Linked DNA regions of Mus musculus: region 1 is linked to region 2. The links are chromatin contacts, called in public Hi-C maps. All regions are on one chromosome and are shown on one strand. The core of a region is the stretch at or near the end of the contact, and the rest is flanking DNA. Distances in the headings are between cores, read along the strand shown. Region 1 holds the start of Ipmk (inositol polyphosphate multikinase). Region 2 has its middle 9.3 kb from the start of Gm20609.

Region 1 (4,029 bases), core at 1,528-4,027, 47 kb before region 2:
GGCAGCTATTAACCCTAGGGCAACCAATGAGGGGTGGCATGATTTTCTTTTCCTGTCCTTGAGACAAGATCAATCCTAAAATGAAAACCCCCGTTACAGTGTATAGCTGCAGTTAAACATGACAATGAATACAACCTCTACAAAGTGTTCCCCAGCTTAGTGAGGACTAAGGCGGTGGTGGCCCCTCGGCAGTGTGCTGGGTAGGATCTAAACAGTGGCTCTCAACTTGTGGGTTGTGACCGCTTTGGGGGCAGAAAGACCCTTTCCCAGGAGTCACCTAGGAAAACGTGGATATTTACATAACGAGTCATAACGGCAGCAAAATCACAATCAGTCATGAAGTACTGATGAAAGCAGTGTTATGGTGGGGGGGTTACAACAACAGGTGGAACTGTATGAAGGGTCGCAGCATTGGGAAGGCTGAGAACCACTGCTCAAAGCAATGTGACCCATCTGTGACAGTGGAAGGGAATAATAAAAATGGCTGAACTTTGAACGGCTGACTACCTTGCTATCTATTTATGAGCAGGGAAGAGGACTGGTGCCGTCTCCAGTGTAAACATCTGAGAATCCAAGGGGAACAAACATCAGGCTGCGGGCACCACAAGAACCTGTTCTCTCAGTCAAAAGAATCTAGTGAAATTGAAAACAAACAAACAAGAAAACCCTTAAGAGCAAAACTAGGGACTACTTTCTCTGAAATCTCAATCGTTTTTTTCAACGAAGCAGTTCGGGTGAGAAATTAGCTCTTTCCAGGCTGTTTGTTTGGGACATGGTTTAAAGTCACAATCAGGGCACTCTGGAATTATTCACCAGTTGGCTCTAAACAGGGCGCTAGCATTGTAAGCTAGTCCCAGGTGCCAATCACAGATGATCTTGATTTGGGTCTGTTTTTTACATAGTCTCCAGGACCTCCAGGGAATTAATCACTTTCTTAGGCCTTTAGGAATCCCATTGTTTCGGGTCAAGCAGACTCCAGATATGATGCACAGAAGGAAATATCTTAGCCAAGAACCTCAAGTGTGCAGTTTCCTAACTCTGATGTAGTCTTTCAACATTTCCTGATGGCAGCTGAGCTCCAGGCTGTGTGCTTCCCACAAGCACAGTAAAGGGTGGGTGTTGGTTTGGTTCTGGGACAGTGTGTCAGTGTGATGCTTAACCAGGCTTGTCTTAAAATGCAGGTTCATGCCTATACCCTCAGCTTTATATCCAAAGTTCAAGGCCTGCCTAGGCTATAGTGAGTTCCAAGTGGTACTTAGGGAGCCCTGTCTTTAAAGAAAAAGAGGAAGTCCTCGGGAATGTAGGTCAGTGGTAATGCTCTTACCTAAAGTCTTAGACTCAATCCTCTATACCACTGAAGAGAGAAAAGAAAGAAATTTATTGCCTTACCAGCCTAAACCTGAAACGCTTTATCAGCAAAACACATACCCACATACCGTCTCTAACGGTTGTTCCGGGTCAGATATCCACAAGAGTCCCAAGTTCACCCTACACTTCATATGACTACCGTGCCCAAACGCTGTGAGTATCGGACTGAATTACAGTCTCTGCCCTGGAGTGGACCCTGCGCTGTTTCTACAAATCTTGAATTCACAAAGCACATAACAAATGCCAGGGAACAGTCTATAAAGATGAATAAGGAAAGAATGCATATTTTATATGTGTACTGTTCTCGGGAACAGCCAGTGTGAAGCCTACCCAGGAGGCAAGGATCTGCACCGCCGAACCACGCCTCCCAGCGCAATCAAAGACACTGGAGAATCCTTCTCAAGGGACAGGGAGTGATCCTGGATGAGCCAAGGCAAGTTTAAAAACATATAGCAGTTTGCTTTTGATTCCCCTCCTGCGACGGGTTAGCATCAAGCATCTGGGTCCCTCTAACAATTACTATTCCTGGTAATAAACAGAGCTTGAGCTCCAGAGAGAATTTACTTCCCGGTCCAGAAAAGAAAACCAAGTTCCTTATTTTTACTAACGCCTTCTCCAATCATCACTCGCCTTCCCTGGAGCGAAGGGGCACGCCTCTCCGCGCCACTAGGAGCCTGTGGCTGCTCCTGGGGGCGCCCGGCTTCCTACCCCCGGGGACAGGGGACACTCGGGACAACGGGAGCCGGTGACTCTAGGCTGCGGGACGCCTGGGGCCGGGGACTGCCGTGTGGGGACCAGAAGAGTCGTAGACAGCTGTGACCGGGATGGGAGGCCAGGGAACGCCAGGGTGGGGACAGAAGAGCTGGGGACAGCTAAGACAGTGACCCGGAGGCCTGAGAATGCCGGGGTGGGGAGAGTGGGGACCAGTGACTGTAGGGGTGGCGACGGCTAAACCCACAACACCACCGAGGCTGGGGACAGCGGAGGCCGGGGACTGCCAGAGCAAGGCACGGCGGAGGCCGGGGACTGCCGGGACAGAGCACAGAGAGGACTGGGGTAGGGGACCCGAGGCCGCACTCACCCACTTTGTCCTTGCCGTACATGTGGCCAGCCACCTGATGCGACAGCGGCACGCAGCCTCCGAGCAGGCGCGGCACCGGCGGGCTGTCTCCGGTGCTTCCCGGCGGCCGCAGGCGCAGCGCTGGGGGCTCGGCGGCCATCGGGGCGGCGACACTCGGCGTCAGGCGTCAGGGAGGACCGGGGCGGCATCGCCCGCGCAGGCCCAGCGCGCGGACCCATGCCGAGACCGCGCTGCCCGCTCCGCGGCCCGCACTCTGAACCCCGGCCGCCCGCGCCCGGGATAAGGGCGCCGCGGCCCCGCCTCTGCCCGCCCCCTGTGCGCTCCGGCCGGGCGAGCTCCACTCTGAGCATGCGCAACAGCTACTCGCCAGGATCCCGCCCAGCGGTGCCGAGCATGCCCAGAGGCTACCCTACTGGATCGGGGCCAGCTCCACACTGATCATGCGCAGAAGCTACCGGACCAGACCTGCTCACCCCTTCCACGGAACACGTCCAGAAGGTAGACCAGCGCCAAACTGAGCGGGTCTAGAGTCCCAGCCCGCTGCCGACCTGCACTGAGCATGCTCAGAGGCCGCAGGATGGGACTTGTCTCAAATGCCCCTGCTTGCATCATTACCAGCAAGCACTTCAGGGAGCGAACTGGCGTCCGGAGTCCCTATGTGAAAAACTCATTAGACCTAGGAGACCCGCAGCAGAGCAACCCAGAGAGGTGACTGGTTAGGGGCAGACCTCCCACAACGCCCTGCCCTTTCAGATCAAAGAGACAGAAGCATCCTGACTGAAGATGTCTCTTCTCACACCTTCCAGTTGGCACCCTGCCCGACCACTACCTCAGAGTACTCATGACAAGTTTATGTGTTAGACATTGACAGTCATCTTAATTCATTTTTTTTTTTCTTAAGCTTGTTAATTGTGCTCAGGGAAGCCAAACGAGTGGGGTTTCTTGGAACTGGAGTAACGGGCATTATGGGCACACCGATGAGGACGCAGGGAATCAAACTTAGGTCCTATGCAAAAGATATATTGCTTTTAATCTCCTTTAAAAAAATTTTTTAATAATGCTTTTTTTAAAGATTTATTTATTTATTTATTGTCTGTGAGTACTCAGTACACTGCCACTGTCTTCAGACACCAGAAGAGGGCATCGGATCCCTTTACAGATAGCTGTGAGCATTATGTGGTTGCTGGGAATTAAACTCATGACCTCCGGAAGAGCAGGCAGTGTGCTCCTAACTGCTGAGCCATCTCTTCAGCCCCAAGGCTGAATCTCTTAAGTGCCAAACTCTGGTGGAAACAGAGTAACACAGTTCCTGCTGCTGGTACAGGGCCCTGGTGTGAGCCTCCAGATGTTGCTGAGCCCTTCGTGGAAAGTGTCCAGTGTCTTCTGTGGGCATAAGGCTTGTTTGTGTAATAAATAATGTACATGTTTTCACATCCCTTCAGGGAATGTCCTCTCTCTTAAGGATAATGACTCCATGATAATCTAAGACAGCATGAGTATTACAGGAGGCAAAGGTGTGGCTAATGTTTCAGCAAAATGGTAAACCCAGGACCTTCAGGATGCAATATGAATTATGAGGG
Region 2 (4,241 bases), core at 1,671-4,170:
ACAGGTCTGTACTCTGTGTATGTAGGCGTGAAATCTCTTGCCTCTTTAGTTAAATATATTCCTAGGCATGTGGTTTCCTTGTGCTTATGGTAAGCAATTTGCATTCTTGGTTGTTTTTTTTTGGGGGGGGGCGGTGTTTGAGACAGGGTTACTCTGCATAGCCCTGGCTGTCCTGGAACTTACTCTGAGGCCAGGCTGGCCTGGAACTCAGAAATCCACCTGCCTCTACCTCCCAAGTACTGGGATTAAAGGCATGCGCCACTACTGCTTGACACGATTTGCATTTTTTAAAAAGATTTTATTTATTATGTATTTATTATACATAAGTACACTGTAGTTGTCTTCAGATCTCATTATGGGTGGTTGTGAGCCACCATGTGGTTGCTGGGATTTGAACTCAGGACCTCCGGAAGAGTAGTCAGAGCTCTTAACCACTGAGCCATCTCACCAGCCCCCACGATTTGCATTCTTGATTCATTACTGCACAGGAATACCGGCAAAACCACTGCTGTGGCTGGGTTTGATTTTGTATCTGGCCACTTTGTATACTCATTTGTCAATTCTAATGGCTTTTAAGTGGCATCTGGCATTTCTATATATAAGATTATGACACATGATGCTCCCACTCAGATTCTCTCTAAGCCTAGCCTCAACCCTCACGATGAGCATTAGCCCAGAGTTCACTGTGGAGATCTGGCGGCTAAGAGAAGGAAATCCTGTGAACTGCAGACAAAGTCTCTTTGAGCTCTAGAAGGCAGAGCCATGCAAGGCATGGTGGGACACATCTTTCAAGCTTGTGCCTTTTCTTTGATCCGTAAGGCTGTGAAATCGAAGGAGCCGTAAACAAGAAGACAAGCAGGCACCTTCCAGTAGATGGAGCTGTGGAGACTGGAAGCTAAATTTCACAGGTTAGCTTTCTTTGAGGCACTCCCAGCAGAAGTTTGCAGTTGCCCCCCCCCCCCCCCCACACACACACACACACACAGTGCCAAAGAGGCTGTGAGCTCTGACCCAGCTCAATCCAGCATGTGGTCCTTTCTATACCTACCAAACAAGTAAACAAGAAGCTAAGTAAGTAACGCAGCCAGTTTCACACAGCCGCTTCGGAGTTGGATTGGGAGTCAAACTCGATTCTCTCTGACTCCAAACCTTGAGCTTCTTAGAGTTTCTTTTCTCACTCAGTGCTAGACAAAGACAAATGCCTGAGGAAGGAAAGCATCTTTGGATGAGGCGAGCTGGTGGGGAGAGCTAAGAGCAAACACAGCGAAGGAAAGAAGATGACGGCGAGGGGGGATGGAAAACGGAGAGTTGGAAGGAGAGTTGGAAGGAGAACTCATTTTAGGTTTGGTTTAGGTTAGGTTTGTTCTTGTGAATATATAAAGGTACATGAATGTGTGCAGATGCACAAGCATTGCTGTGAAATCAAAGGTTGACACCAAGTGTCTTCCTTTACTGCTTCCTAGTTATTTTTATTAATATGTGGATGCATTTTTGTTTGGTTGGTTTTGGTTTTTTGGGTGGAGTTTTTTTTTTTGTTGTTGTTGTTGGGTTTTTTTGTTTTTTGTTTGTTATTTACATGTGTATGAGTGTTTGCCTGCATCTATGTCTGTGAACTACGTGTGTGCCTGGTACCTGAAGAGACCAGGGCAATGTGTCCAATCCCTTGGGACTAACTGGAATTACAGATAGTTGTGAGCCACCATGTGGGTACAGGGTGTTGTATCTGGGTTCTCTGGAAGAGCCAGGTCTTAACCATTGAGCCATCCCTCCAGCACCAGTCTGCCTACCTTAGTTTTGTTTGGTTGTTTAGAGGCATCGAACCCAGAGCTCACTAGCTGGCTAATCTGATTGGCCAACACACTCCATGGATGAACCCATCTCTACCTCCTCAGTGCTAAGGGGGTCAGCCACCCTCTACCACACCCATATTTTTATATGCAGTACAGGGATCTGAGCTCAGGTTTTCTTGGTTGTACTGCAGACAGTTAGCCAACGGAGGAGTTCCCTTAGCCTTGTTTGGTGGTGGGGAGTTGAACCCAGGCCCCTGTGCATGCTGGGAAAACATCCTGCCAGTGAGCGGCACTCCTAGCTTTATTTTTCTGACACAGGTTTCAGGATGCCCTTGAATTCACTGAGTAGTCCACAGCACCCTTTTGTCTTCACCCCCTGAGCACTGGGGTGGACAGACTCGGGCCACCTCGCCAGCTACTTATTTGTTGTTGTACATCAGTATTGCCTGAAACAGAGCAGCGTCAAATATCCTTAATCATTAGCTCATAATTTCCATCAGTCAGGAATCCAGCGCGGCATATTCCAGGATCTCTCTGGAATCAAGATGTGGGTCAGACTGCAATTTCCCATCAAGACTGTTTATGGGAAGATCCATTTCAGTTCCCGTGGCCTGTGGCTTGTTGTTTTTCTCTCTTCCTGGTCAGTTTTGTAGCTCAAGGTCTCCCTTGGCTCCTTACAACATGGACCTCACCCCTGAGACCCTTCAAGAATGTAAAGAAGGGCTGGAGGGATGGCTCAGCAGTGAAGACCACCGACTGCTCTTCCAGAGGTCCTGAGTTCAATTACTAGCAACCACATGATGGCTCACGACCATCTGTAATGAGATCGGATGCCTTCTTCTGGTGTGTCTGAAAACAGCTTCAGTGTACTCAAATACATAAAATAAACAAATCATTCCTTAAAAAAAAAAAGACTGCAAAAAAAAAAAAAAAGAGGGGGGAGTTATATTGATCTTATACAACCCTTGATAAGAATCCCAGACTGAAGGGTGAACAGGCTCATTCTAAGGAGGAGAGTAAGAATCCTGCTCCCCTTCCCTCCAGATGGTCTTGCCTGTGTTAGCCCATCCTTCTGTCGTCTGGGGAGTCTCATGTCAGTTACAGTCGGAGACCATGTGATCTGTGACATACTTTCCTACTTTTGATCTATGGCTTCAGGAAGCTTCTAGGCTTCTGCCTTTGTCGGGCATCTCTCCTGACTGTTTTAGGAGATTTTTTTTTCTTTTTCTTTTAAGCTCAGAAGACATGATGTAATAGAAAGATCTGGGTGCTTCATTGCAGCAAAGCAAATCTCTTGCATCCAAGGGGCGCCGCACCCTCTGTGTCTTCTCTGGATGGAAAATCGGTAAAGGGACAGGATGCTAGCTCATGAATGAGGTAACCTTGGTCCGAGTTGGCACCAGCGATTCGGCGCAGTGAAAGGAATGGGTATGAAGAGGATTGGCGAGAACCCAGATGCCTTGGCGTGTGCCACCTGGAGAAGAACACGCAGAAGCTCTTCAGCGAGCAAAGAATGTGGAGACAGCGTCAGTCCAGGTATGATGAACTCGCTGAGAGAGAACGACAGGAAAGAGGTGGAGATAAACTCCTTCAACAGTGTCCTTCCTCTAAGCCGCCCCTCTCGCCACAAGCTTCCAGCCCTTCTACCACCCCTTCTACCACGAGGTCCACACCCTTTCTGCTCCGCCAGAGCTCTGTCTCTTCCTACAGACAGGGCAGCAGCAGTAAGTTTGACCACCTGCTGGGTTCACAGCCCAGTTTAAGAATAAACAAGATTGCACTCCCAGGGGCTGAAGGGATGGCTCCACGGTTAAGAGCATTCACTGTCTTCCAGAAGTCCTGAGTTCAGTTCCCAGCAGCATCTACATGGTGGCTCACAACCATCTGCAATGGGATCCGATGCCCTCTTCTGGTGTGTCTGAAGGCAGCTACAGGGTACTCATATACATAAAATAAATAAATCTTAAAAAAAACAATTTCCTCCACTCCACTTCTCAAGGCTTTCAATGAGAGAAGCCATCTTCCTCTGAGATGTCTCTGCATTGGGCTCTCATCTCTGTCCATGGTCCTATGTGGAAAGGGACACCCACCCCCAACACTTAACCCTCACTCACCCAGCCCTTGCAGTACCTTCCTTTGTATATAGTACAGGCTCCATCAGTTTGCGCTGAGAGCCATATGCCTTCATGGAAGGCTGCCTTGGGAGAGCCTGCAGAGGCAGTTCAAAGCACTAACAGTTCCACCTCTCCTTTTTACAAGAAAATAATGACATTTCAGATGAGATTTCAAAAGGAAAAATGCATCAATCTTTTTGAAGGATTTCATGACACTACCTCTAAAAAAAATCTAAAACTTGTATACCACTTGGCCTAGAAATTCCACATCTGAGAATCCGTTCTAAGAATTTATTCATGCTGGACCATGGTGACTCATGCCTTTTATTCCAGCGCT

What was found. Hi-C and Micro-C count contacts between places; a contact is called where the count stands out from the background.
Region 1: a Hi-C map of double positive thymocytes shows a contact between it and region 2, with 2.3 times the contacts expected there. The contact joins the promoter of Ipmk here to the enhancer-like site in region 2. A contact is called at or near these places in 8 of 39 promoter capture datasets (the 3T3-L1 cell line, 3T3-L1-derived adipocytes, the C10 cell line and 5 more), 1 of 15 datasets of contacts at CTCF or cohesin (CD8 T cells), 8 of 484 Hi-C or Micro-C datasets (CD4 T cells, LSK cells, the MNK3 cell line and 5 more), 7 of 115 datasets of contacts at active chromatin or transcription factors (the 230-238 cell line, the SCID.adh cell line, embryonic stem cells and 2 more) and 2 of 9 other capture datasets (adipose tissue and liver).

Annotation. Positions count from the first base shown.
Region 1 is chr10:71,346,511-71,350,539 of GRCm38.p6, reverse strand. Ipmk (inositol polyphosphate multikinase) reads right to left here and starts at 2,777. Exons shown (of 6, transcript NM_027184.2): 1 at 2,450-2,777. The coding sequence starts at 2,588.
Region 2 is chr10:71,299,345-71,303,585 of GRCm38.p6, reverse strand. No RefSeq gene overlaps it. Among named protein-coding and RNA genes, the nearest start is that of Gm20609, 9.3 kb to the left of the region's middle. Within about 2 kb of position 2,920, at least 7 of the 459 cell types and tissues checked have an H3K27ac peak or open chromatin away from gene starts, as enhancers often do. A contact at or near this core is called in the SCID.adh cell line and double positive thymocytes, where this site is marked.